2 separate regions of the Danio rerio genome follow, and region 1 is linked to region 2. Evidence: chromatin contacts called from public Hi-C data. All regions are on one chromosome and are shown on one strand. The core of a region is the stretch at or near the end of the contact, and the rest is flanking DNA. Distances in the headings are between cores, read along the strand shown.

Region 1 (6,578 bases), core at 633-3,132, 140 kb after region 2:
CCACATTTTCCAGATGTTGACATTATATGAACATGTATACATCATGTATATCTATCCTAAAACCCATATTATAGGTAGAAATAATAGACATTATTTTTTATTACAGTAAATGAAGGTTGTTTTGACTTCCTCAGCCACTTTAATTACAAAAATATTTAAAAAAATCAAACATTTTATTCATATCACAAGATTCATATCAGAAAATAATTAATTTAAATGGTGCATGGCTGGTATAACCACAAAATAACTTATTGGATTAACTTAATTTTGTTAAAGACCAAATAAAAAAACTATTTACACAATTAAATGCATCAGAGTTGGTCCAATATGATTTTTTAAATAAAAGTTTAAATACATTTGTATATTTATGATATATGATATATGGTAAGTCTGATTCCATCATGTATGTATAATATACAGTATGTCAAGTTTTACCTGAAGTTATCCCAAATAAGCTAAAAGAGCCATTTTAATGATATTTCATGAGTTACATATACAATTGATTGAGACTGACCTCAGATCTAATTTTAGGACAGTTATTGCTCACTGAGCAAAGCAACAACCTGATTTTTGTTAATATGGGGTGCTTCTGCAAGGTGCTAATCTCAAAATTAGATGAAAGGTGAAAATATTCTAAATCTTCAAACTAAGGTGAAGTGTAGATTATAACAATTTTGTCTATAAACTTTAAACACCTAAGATTATTTTTATTATTAAAATTTGTTTCTATTAATTCAATCCCACGCAAAGAACTACAAATCCCCTAACCAGGTAGTTGGACCAATACAATTTCTTCATGTTGTTCCAACACAAAACGCTAAAATCAACTTAATGGTTCACAAATGTAACTGGACTGAACATAAAACAAAGAAATTAGCCAAAGAAATTACTAGAATTATGTAATTTCAGCTCATTTAAAACAGGTAGTTTGAAAACGCAGCAGAAATAATTTTTGAGTGCATAAGAGGACGTTTTCTGCAAATGACCTGCTATTTTAGTTTTTTTTATTATTATTATTAGATAAAATGACTGAAGATCAAATGTTAATTTACATTGTATTATTATTGTTTTACTCTCGGGAAAAAAGAGTATTTACAACCTGCAGGTATGGTTAGGCCTATATTAACATATTGTAAAAAGGTTAGTTTTAGTTTTAAAGTTAGTTTTGCCAAGCTCTTTTTTATTATGTTCATAAAAACAATCCTACCCATTGTTGTAGCCCATTATGGTCCAGTGAAATAGGCGTGTAAAGAAATAAAAGTAGTTTCAGGATTTTTAATTTATTAAAGTATAGTTGAGTAAAGGTCAATTCTGCCATCGTGTGGTTGTGTTCCGCAATTACATAATTTATTAACATTAACTTTTTTAATCATTATTAACTTTCTTAATTTTCATGCTCTCTGAATAATTTATGAATCTTTTTTCTCGTGAATCTGTTTTTGCTCAGTGCTATGCTTATGGATTGGTCTAGAACAAGGGTGTCCAAACTCGTTTCTGAAGGGAAGAGTTTAGCTCGCCTCAACACATCTGCAAGGGTGTTTCTAGAATGCCTAGTAAGAGCTTGATTAGCTAGCCCAGATGTGTAAACTATTTGGAACTAAACTTTGCAGGACCATCCAGGACCGAGTTTGGGCACCCCTGGTCCAGAAGATTCTAGATACGGAGCTACAGTTTCCTGGACAATAATCACAGTTTAAATGTTATTCATCATGACAAAAAAAAATGTGATTGACATGATATATAACGACAAAGTCTCAATATTTTCAACTAGTTTAGCACTGTTTATCATCGTTGACAAATGCTTGGATGAACGTTGATATAACCAGCAGATGGCAGTAATGATAAACTCTTTTCAGTCCTAACCCTACAATCTGCCACTGCCAGTGCAGATCAACATGGCGGCGTGGAAGCTCCTCAACACGGGCATGGGCTTTCTGCACTCGTCCTTGTCATTCAGTAGACAAGTAAGTAATCTTTGAAGATGCACATTTGTAAATTTAGACACGTGGTATTTGTGTTTCAATTATATTGTGGTTTAGAATGCGATATGGTTAGGAGGCATACATGTCTAACCGAATCATTCTGGTGACATTTGTACGTCATGTAATTTGTTTTAATTTAGTTGTCGTTTTGTAAGGGCTACCCATAAATACTTGTATTGAAATGTTATAGTTGTTTACACATTACATGAAACTAAACATGTATATAAACCCTGTTAAATATTGAGAACAGTTTAATGTATTAATTTTATGTCTAACCAATACAAATATGTAAGTCTGTAATAAATTCTGTAATATACTTTTATTATGGTGAACTGTGGTATTGTAGTATGATATACCTAGTTGTAGAAATTTTAATACAGTTGTTTTATCTTGTGTTAGTTGTATTATCACAGCATCTATAGAATTACCACCATGCATTAGTTCACATACTTTCCTGGTAGTGTTTAAAACATAGTGTTTACTATATGTTACTATAGTATTTATACTTACATAGAGTATATGTAAACAAAAAGATGGACAATTTGTAGAGCTGTACAATATTGGAAAAATCTGTCATTGCAATTTTTGTTATTCTGCAATATATATCGCGATACGATTTTCAGCAGATGACTTGAATTTCTCTATTTGGAAAGGATTAGTCATTTTAGATCGGTTGAGATGAGAAGTGCATCTGACTAAAATATAATTAACAACCTACAAGCAAAGATCAATGCAACTAAAAAATACAAGATACAATTGACATAAACAATGTTTTAGCATTTTCAGAGTCTAACAGTCTTCAGGCAACAGGCATACAATGTTTCTGCGAGGTCTTAAAATGTCTTACATTTCAAAAACCAAATTTTAGGCCTTAAAAATTCTCAAATGCCCTGAAATATTGTGTTGTAGGACTTAAATCATTTTAAAATGGTCTTAATATTTTTGTTATGTACAGCTATACCCAATTGTGTCAACATCCATCCAATCCTTAATATACTTCAATAAAAGTTTTAAGAAACGTTTGTTTATTAACTCTATTTACTTCTTAATATGGATTAATTATCTTCCTTTCAGTAACATTTGTTTTTAATGCTTTTTTAAGGTTTTACCTTGACCATTTAAAAAATCTTTAGCTTTTAGCCTTGTGTAAGTCTGAAATTTCATTTATTATGGTCTTAAAATAGTCTTTAAAAGGTCTTAAAAAGTCTTAAATTTGACTTGATGAAACCTGTAGAAACCCTGGGTACAGTAATTGAACAATAAATATAAAAATAATTCAATACAAGTAATCATTATTACGTTATAAACAGTACAGATTCTTAGCCATGAATCCTTTCATAGTCATACAATCACAGGCCTCAAAAACACATGAAAATTATTATATATAGACTCACTCAACATTGACTATTGTGAATAATCACATTGCGATATTGATGCTGAAACAATATATTGTGGAGCTCTAACATATTTACAATTTTTAAAATGTGTATAATTTGTTGTTGTGTGTGTGTGTGTGTTTACAATATTTTGTATAATAGTATACTATTTGTGTAATAATAAAATATTAAAACTGCATATGTAAAGACTGAATTGCTACATTCTAGAAGTATTAACTAATGTAATTTTACTATGGGGATTTGTATACATGTTATTAACTTTTGTTATCTACCTTGTGAAGTTAATTTATGCATGTGAACATTAAATATACCACCTTAAGTATTATGTACAGCAATTATAATCTTTTGACAATTTGTATTTCAAAAATCTGTCTATAAATATAAAATATCTGATGTCCTTCAGGCCTGCAGAAGTCCAGTTGCAGTGATGGAGCAGGTCAGGAGCTACTATGTCGACTGGAGGATGTTGAGGGATGTGAAAAGACGACAGATGGCTTTCGAATATGCAGATACACGACTGCGCATCAATGCCATTAGGAAGAATACTATTTTGCCAAAAGAGCTACAGGTACATTCAGAGTCTTGCAATTTCAGTTCAGTGGAGATTTATGGTTCATCATTATTGTTTTTCATGTACAGCTTTCAAATAACATGAACACGTTTTTATTTTGCAGTAATTGAAACCTATTTATAGAGTCATTATCGTTAACAGAAGAATGAAGTGTATTTAAAATAATAATAATAATAATAATGCTGTCCATGTTTGTTATGTTTTTGCTCTTAGGAAATAGCAGATAAAGAAATCGCTGCTCTTCCTCGAGACAGTTGTCCCGTGCGCATTCGCAACAGGTGTGTGCTGACCTCACGTCCACGTGCAGTGAAACGCAGATGGCGTCTTAGCCGAATAGTTTTTCGTGATTTAGCAGACCACAGCCAGATGTCTGGAGTACAGAGATCAATGTGGTGATCAGCCATGACATTGTGTTTGTTCTACATCATTGTCATTCAGTGTGTGAGCTTTTCAACCTATGAATGAACTTGAGCTTGGTATGCCCTTGAAAGAGGAGATATTCATATTACATGAAAAGACGGAGCAGGAAATTCATCAAGCATCTACTCAAATGATGTGTTATTTCTCTGCTGAATTGATTTGAAATTTATATTGATGATTTTTTTTTGTCTTAGAGATTGATGGCAAATGTAATATGTTATGTTATTGTTGATACAATAAAAAAGGTGTAATGTGTTTTGTTTTGTGAGTTTATTTAAAGTTCAAGAGTATTAGATTCTATTGTTACTGTTTCTGTATTTGTGTAATACAAAAATAATCTTTTACTAATTTGGCATAATAAAATAAAAATACAAAAAGTATATATAAAAAGTTACATTTCAGCTATATAAAGAGTTTTAAATAATTTAATGATTTTTAAAATACAAATTCAATCACTAATTTTTGCACTCACACTTATTTACTTATATTGAGCAAGCGTTCGCTAATACGAAGCTTCAGTTAATCAAAGGGATGTCCGGACATGTTTCAAATGTTTCAAATTCTTAAAAATATGGTTGAAGTTATTAGTTAAAAGTTTAATTAAGGTAAATTCTCATTCATATAAACCCATAACCCAAACAAGTAAACATTTTAATTCAAATAATAATAATAATTAACACAAAATTATTTATTAGTGAGGTTTGAATAAATGTATGTATAATCCAAATGAAAGAAATCTATAAATAAACACAAATATATTAAAATTATTAGCAAATGCTATTAAGAAAATATAAATGAAAGAACTGAGTACAGTATTAAATAGAAATTATGTCGTCTAATAAAAAATAAAATTTATTAAATAATTTTGCGAATACTAAAATGGACCAATTTCTGTATATTTTAGATAATTCGATTTTTATACAAAAAACTTTTTTTAATGAATTAAAGATTTTATTATTCGTAGTGGATGATTTTTGAAGTTGACTTAACGCTGCTCAATAACACCCATTCTTGTTTTAGGTATACAAAATCTAATTATTTAAATTATACAGTAATTGGTCTATTATAGTATTTGCAAAATTATTTACTTAATAAATTTTAAGTTAGATTACATAATTTCTAAATTATTAGAAATTATGTAATCTAACTTAATATAATTTATTAAGTAAATATTTTTTCAAATACTATTATGGACCGATTACTGTATATTTTAGATCATTAGATTTTCTAAAATATAGAAAATTTTGAAAACTTTTTTGATTAACTTTAAATATTGCCTGCTGTGTTATTTTGCCTTCCATATTGCCCACTACGCTACATTGTACATTACGCTAAGAATCTTGTTTTGTGATACAGTAGGTGTGAAACTTGTAACACTGTAATTCATAAAATTACATTATCAAATAGAGTTTGTTACATTTTTATTGATTTTAATACTGTTATTGTAAATATATATTTCGTTGTCCGCTGGTGATTCACTAAAATAAGGACTTTTATTTTGTCAAAATGCGGAAATAGGAATTCTTCTAGAAACAGCGCTTCACGCATATCTGCGGACTCGCAGCGCCGGTTGAATGCAAAGTTCATTTTCATCACTTCAGGAAAACTATTTAAGATAATTAGTATACAGAAGTTTTTCCAAGACAGCAATGGACATCAATGAACTGGTAAACGGTCGCTTCTCAGTGTTTTACTCATTTTAGTAGAGTATTAGCAGTCCTGTAGGGTTTACGTTACTGTTTCACATTAAACCGCATAACGTTAGTGGCATTAAGTAACTTAGCTTATGAATGTGAATGGAACTGATGGTTTACCCTGATGATTTATTGGATGCTCTGTGAATACGCTGTGGATTATAAGATACGAAGAGCAGTTTTTTTATTATTATTTGATTCATCATTTCTCTGTAACGTAACATCAGTTCAATTTCCACTTGTTCAAATGCTGATTCTCCATATCATGAATTAGATTACTAACGTTACTAGTTTCAATTTCATGTTTTTAATATAAGTAATTGCATTTCCGCTAAAATATAAATTCTTCATGGCAACAATGACGTCATCTCTCGCAGATGTCTTATTTTTATTTTAGTTTCAAATATTTAAATAAATAAATAAAAATGTAAAAAGATTTTAGTTTCAACTAATAAAAAAAATGTCATTCCTGATACCAAGAACTGTATTTCCACTAGTTAAATGACATCATTTA
Region 2 (6,930 bases), core at 2,102-4,601:
CTCACTGTTAGCTAGCATTTCGGAAGTGCTATTGTAGAGCAACACAAACAACGTGCAAAAGTTATAATGCATGGCAACCCGCAAGGCATGCGCCGTGGGTCGTGCCGATTACTCGGCTTATGGATTAGATCACTGGTGATTTGTGACATACAGAAACTTTTACAACCAAAATATTTTGCCCAATCTGCCTTAATATAAAATTTCAGTCAGCGCCATTGGTGTAGTGGTTAGTGCATAAACACATGCACGCCGGTGCTCACGGCCACCCAAGTTCGATTCCTGTCTTGCAGTCTTTTGGCGATCCTACCCTTCCATCCCTACTTTCTGCTCCCCATATTCTCTACTGTTCTATCAAATAAAGGCAAAAACCCCGAAAAAATAATAATTAAAAAAATAATAATACAAAACACATAACAAATCTCCAAATGCTCAATACTCCGTGATCATCATTATCTGTTTTTCCCTTGATACGCCATACATTTTCAACAGGACACAGATCTGGACTGCAGGAAGGCCAGTCAAGCACATTCACTCTGTTTACAAAACCATACTGTTGTAGCACATGCAGAATAAGACTTGATCTAATAACCATAACCTTTCCATGAAAGACGTCATCTTGATGGCCGTATATCACTCTGTATTCTACCAATATGCTTTCATATTGTCGATTGCACTGCTGTTCCCTGAACCATGACAGATGTTTGCTTTTGCATCTGTCACTCATGAAATTCTGGATGGTCTCTCTGAACATTGAGACTAGAATCTCAATGTCTGTTTTCCAGAAAAAAGCTGACACATGGACTCTTCTGAGTCCAGAACACATCTCCACTGCATTGTGATCTGAGATCAGCCCTAGCCTGGAGGACCAGAAGCATTGCTACTGTACACAACTGATGTACATCTTTCACCATGAACAACAAGTCATGTGTCATTTCTTGATGCAGCAGTAGACTGCAGTGTTTTTTTGCTGAAGTTCTTCTAAGCTCATGTTGCTTAAAGTTGGAGCACATTCAGCTTAGGGTTTCTTGCTCTATACAGATTGAGATTTCTCAGGATTTCGTCTGTGTTTTTTCCTGAATGTCAAATCAATTTAAAAGACATACATTGTCGGGATTTTGCATTAATAATTGATTGACAATTCTCACCTGGCGTTTGGCACATATTAATGAGCCATGACCCTGCTTTACTTGCTCATATAACCAACCATGAAACCCTTCTACTGTATTTCACCAATTCACCTGCTTGTTATGAGCTGCTTTGGAAATTCTATGACCTTTTCACTATTAATTTGCCTCTGTCTTAACTTTCTTGGAGTGTGTTGCAGGCATCAAAGCAAAAATGCGTTATATTTCCTGATTACAAATAATTTGCTCACAGTAAACAAAATCAAATATTTTCTTTAGACTTTTGTCAATTAAACAAAATTTCAACTGCATTTAAAAAAGCATCCCAACTTTTCTGCTGGCTTTAACAAGTTAAATTTAAGACTTTTTAAGACATTTTAAGATCATATGAATTAAATTTTAGACCGATACAAGGCTAAATGCTAAGGATTGTTTTTCAAATATACCAGTTAAAAAAAAATTTCAATAGCCCCATCAAAAAATGATGAAAATGTAGTACATTTAATAATACAATATTAATAATTTTGTTTGAATATTGTTTTTATTTAATTTTCAATTATATCTATTCACAAACCCTAAAACCCTTACCTAGAATAGAACAAAACATAACTATCAATTACTTCCGTCTACAATAATAATGATTTCATTTAAAATATTTCAGTAGATTTAAGACTTTTTAAGGCTTAAAGTTTAGCTTTGGAGATTTAAGAAATTTGAAGACTTTTTAAGACCCTGCGGGTACCCTGTTTTCTTGAATTTGGCTTGTTTATGTATTTCATTTTTATTCTTTTTTTTTAAATAAAAGAATGTTGGTTTAATTTTTGTATAGGTTAACAGTTTTTCGATTTCTTTATTTTATCATAGTAATGCTAAACAGTAGTCAGTAGTTTTCCAAATTGTCTTAAGTCAAGAATTGGTGTTGTTGAATGGTTTTAGGACAACTTTATTGAAAGGTGATGATCCACTTTAGATATTTTCTAATGTAAACATTATTACATATTATCAAGCATCAGTGTTTTGACCACATTTTAATGGAATAAATGCAGCTTTGAGTATAAGAGATTTATTTATAAAGAGTCTATAAAATGTATTTTATTTAGCATACTTTATTTGATTTGATCAAATAAATGCAGCCTTGTTGAGACAAGGCTTCTTTCAAAAACATTGGTACTGTATTTGTGCCATTCAAACATAAGTACATTACATAAATATTACTAGATAACTGTAAATAATGGTTAATTTTTACTGTAAATAGAATGGTACATATATTATGTAAACGAAGACTTGTATTTTGGATTTGATAATTCATGATAAATCGTTGCCCAGCACTAATTGTAAACAAAAAAAACTGTGGTCAGTACTAATCAAATCAGAAGGAAATTGAAGACTGTGTATTTGCTGCCAAACCAGCTATTGAGACTTACTGTAAAACCAATGTGTTTGGTCTGTATATTGAAGATCCTCCACATTTGCTTTGACACTCTGCTCTTTGTTTAAACAGCCATGGATGCTCCCCAGAACCTGACAGCTAGTGAGATTAACCATCGAAGTGCCCTCATATCCTGGCAGCCACCCATCGCAGACATCGACAATTACATGCTGACCTACAAAGCAGCGGATGGCAGTCGAAAGGTAAGCTTAACATGGATTCAACACTGAACAATGCATACAGCTCATAAGTGTTAAACATTAATACTAAACATAAAAATCTTTTGAATCTTACCTGATGTTCACATTTCTGTTCATTGCATTCCTGGAATACCCGTTCCAGTCTAGCGTAAACGGCATTCAACACAGTTCAGCCATGTAAAGGAACAATTAGATCTGTCAGAAAAGCCTGGTTTAATTCAATTGTTTAATGTTTGCTCATTAATAAATATTAATCATTTAACAAAGTCATTGCCGACATGGTATATCCATTAAAGATGTTTCTGAATCATTTTTTTCTGAAATGATTTATACAGTATCTTTTAACTCTTCAAATTATTACATTAAATGCATGATCACTCTCCTATAATCTGTTTTGAACATCTATTTAACACCCTGATGGGGAAAATGCATCAATGGATTTCTTGGAAATACAAGAGGTTATGGATTCTAATTTTTAGATTTATGTTGTTACACAGACACACAAACACACACAATCAATGCACGAAATGAATGCTCTGACCCAGTAGCCTGCTGTTTTTAGTGTTTGTATTCGTCCAGTGGGTGTCAGTGGTGCACAGATGATATTAAACCCTGCTGGTGCATCTTAGACATAAAAGCTTTCTTTATCCATTAGAGCGTGGTCGGCATCCTAAGGCTGAGAGTTTTGATAATAGCACACAATTTGGGAGTTTTTCCAAGGCTTACTGTGCCGAAAATAATAATGCGGCATCTACATCCACAATGTGTGGCCCTCAACCCAGTTCTGTGTAGGAATGGAGAACATACTGAACTGTAAGCTACTGACTGCAGCTCCACTAATACAATTACATGTTCAATGTCCTCTGCATACTAAGCAACCTTTATGTTACACTTCTCTGCTGCATAATTCACATTACATGTGTGACTTTGATTAAAAAAGCATGAATATTAAATCAAATCTTTCTTATTTCATGCTGCTCAAGGCTGTCACATGTGGAACCATCCATCCAAGTCCTGTCTGAACCCTTTTAGTATAAGATCTGGGTATAAATGTGTGGCAGATTAGTTTGATAAAAGTGCATTTTTCAAAATAAAAAAAAAAACAAAAGAAAGGAAGTGAAGTGTCAAGTGTCAAAGACCAAAATAGAAACGCCATCTCTTCCCAGCAGCACCAGAGCCTGATAAGACTCTTCCTCCCCCATCATGGGTTTTAGACCTGCCAATCATATGGAAGAAAAACACTGGGAGGAAATGCAGTATTGTATGAAAAGCACCCAACAGTAAGCAACTTGGGATCACAACAATTTGTCAGGCAGTTCCTAAAGTGATTGTGATCTGTTTTCTGCTTGTTTATGAGGAATATCTTTCCTCCCCACAATGCTAAGAGCTGCTTTTCTTTGTACTACATCAGGCATGTTTTCCACAAAACTGCTTTCTGCCACAGAGCGGTTTCATTGTTTAGTTTTGGTCTACGGTGTTTGAGCAAAAGCTAATGTAGTTATCCCTGCGGATTTTATCTGTGTCTGGTGGTGTTTTAGGAGCTGATCTTAGATGCGGAAGACACATGGATTCGTCTCGAGGGGCTGGCGGAGACCACCGAATATACTGTGAGACTGCAAGCCGCCAGAGGATTAGAAACCAGTGCTATTGTTTCTACATCTTTCACAACAGGTGTGAATCCTTCACATCTCCTGTAAACTTTAAACGGGGTTCATTCACTTCATTAGGTGCAAATGCACATTATTGGCCTATAAGGTATAAATCAATAGTAAGACCATCAAGGAACTTCACCTAAAACCACATGAAAGTTTGGAAAAATACAAAAGTGGAACTGATACATTTTCTACTAAGGATGTTTCTTTGTCAGACTTACAATTTTACTGTTTGACTTAAAGGGATAGTTCACCTAAAAATTAAAATGTACTCAGGGCTTACTGACTCTCAAGTGGTTCCAAAACATTGAGGTTTAGTGTTTTTTCTGTTGTACACAAAATAATATATTTTTGAAAAATGGCAGAAACCTGTAACCATTGACTTCCATAGTGGGGAAAAAACTATTATCATGGAAGTTAATGGTTACCGGTTTCCAATATTTTTTTGTAAAAAGAAACTCAAACAAAGTTAAACAAAGACTAAATTATAACAGAATATGCAGTATTGGCGGAAATATATCAATTAGGGGTGCACAAACTCAGACCTGGAGGGCCAGTGTACTGCATAGTTTAGCTCCAAATTCCTACAGCACAGCTGCCTGGAAGTTTCTAGTATACATACAAAGAGTTTGATTAGCTGCTTCAGGTGTTTCTATTTGGGGATGGAATTAAACTTTGCAAGACACCAGCCCTCCAGTTTGGGCACCCCTGATCTAAATAGTATATTCAATACTATAGCAATACTGTAGTAAACAGTACATTTAGTAAAAAATACTAAATAGTTATGTCAAAAAATTTAATTGAGTACTAACTCTTCGCCATGCCAACAATAACATTTTTTTGCTGAATCTGTAGCTCTTGGTTATTCATAACATGCAAGTCACTGTCAGCTGGCAATTTGATGACATGAAAAACATACAGAACAATTAAAATGAATATCTGTGAATTTTAACAGAATATTGAGGTGTTATGAACCAAAAATATCTGTGAGGTACCAGAGGTTGCAGATTAAATGTAATAAAGTTGTGAATATTGTTCGGTGTCTTGCACAGAACCATAATTTCCCTCCATACCATATCATTAGGAGCCATAGGTATTAATTTAGTTCTGCCTGTAGTTTGCCATGTTTTTTTATTATAAAAGTATAACTGTTAAATGGTTAGATCACCCAAATATTTAGAATTCTGTTAATATTTATTACTCACCCTTATGACGTCAAAAATTTTGATTAAATCTGAGACATCCCTTATTCTGCATAGACAGCAATGGTCCTAAGACACTAAAATCCCAGAAAGGAACTAAAGACATTCAGTTCAATACATTCAGTAGTTAAACTATAATAATTTTAAGCTCCAAAACCCTGTTTATGTGTCAACCAATATTGCCTAAAATATTTCTTAACATAAAAAGTTTTCCTATATCCTATATAGGATTGATAAATGAAAAGCTAATTTTCATAATTTTATAAACTTTCATCTTTAAAAACCATATAATGGTTTTAAATAGTTTAGGATTAGTTTCCAACTAGAAATAAATATGTAAATTACTAATGCAAAACAAGGAGACCAGCTCCATTGTCATCAAATCTTTTACAGCAGGTGCAGATATCCCACATCTCCTGTAAACTTCAAATTAGGTTCATTCACCCCATTACATTCCAGTACACAATATCACCACATCAACAGCATAAAGTACAAATCAGTTGTGACACCTTCAGCGCATCTATGCACATCGCTCATTTAGTGCCCTGTGTTTCTGTGACTTTACAAGCAACCTTCTTCCAAATATAGTATTGCATAACACCAACACTTTCACACTTCATTGTGGTCGCAAATCACCTCTCATTAACCTCCCAGTGGCCCCTCACTTTGTTTGGCTGTGTTGTTTTGAATATTTCTCAACCCTTTTTCTTCCACAGGAAACCGATTGTTTCCAACGCCACAGAACTGCGCGCAACACCTCCTAAACGGCGAGACTCTAGGTGGGATCTACACTATCTACGTCAACCGAGACCTCAGTCAAGGCGTGCAGGTTTACTGTGACATGACCACTGATGGAGGCGGCTGGATAGTGAGTGAGAGATCTGAACCTGTCTGTTTTGTGCTGAACATCTGGCATGATATACACAAAATAGCTTGTTATAGAGCTGCCCGTTGTGCAAATCAGCAGTTTAGACCAATTTTCAAACTGGTTAGAAAAACTAAAGCTCATTGAAATTACTATTTTGCATATTTTTAGTGCATGACATGTATTAATAATTGTATTGATTTGAATAGTAATATTATTGATTAGAGTATATTAATACTATTGATTATATACACTGCATGACAAAAGTCTTGTCTCAGTTGTAAGAGCAACAAATAATAAATTGACTTCTTGTTGATCATTTGGAAAAGTGGCAGAAGGTAGATTTTTCTGATGAATCATCTGTTGAACTGCATCCCAATCATCACAAATACTTAAGAAGACCTACTGGAATCCTTATGGACCCAAGATTCTCACAAAAATCCGTCAAGTTTGGTAAA

The links. Hi-C and Micro-C count contacts between places; a contact is called where the count stands out from the background.
Region 1: a Hi-C map of hematopoietic stem cells shows a contact between it and region 2, with 5 times the contacts expected there. The contact joins the promoter of mrps14 here to the enhancer-like site in region 2. A contact is called at or near these places in 2 of 18 Hi-C or Micro-C datasets (hematopoietic stem cells and an unstated tissue).

Annotation. Positions count from the first base shown.
Region 1 is chr2:38,565,227-38,571,804 of GRCz12tu, forward strand. It overlaps mrps14 (mitochondrial ribosomal protein S14), which reads left to right and starts at 1,883. Exons shown (of 3, transcript NM_001045358.1): 1 at 1,883-1,964; 2 at 3,783-3,947; 3 at 4,164-4,625. The coding sequence starts at 1,896. The coding sequence ends at 4,346. cacybp (calcyclin binding protein) reads left to right here and starts at 5,947. Exons shown (of 6, transcript NM_212887.1): 1 at 5,947-6,037. The coding sequence starts at 6,020.
Region 2 is chr2:38,423,695-38,430,624 of GRCz12tu, forward strand. tnr (tenascin R (restrictin, janusin)) reads left to right here. Exons shown (of 24, transcript NM_194383.1): 18 at 2,626-2,756; 19 at 4,292-4,424; 20 at 6,324-6,475. Among named protein-coding and RNA genes, the nearest start is that of kiaa0040, 37 kb to the right of the region's middle. Within about 2 kb of position 3,352, at least 4 of the 62 cell types and tissues checked have an H3K27ac peak or open chromatin away from gene starts, as enhancers often do.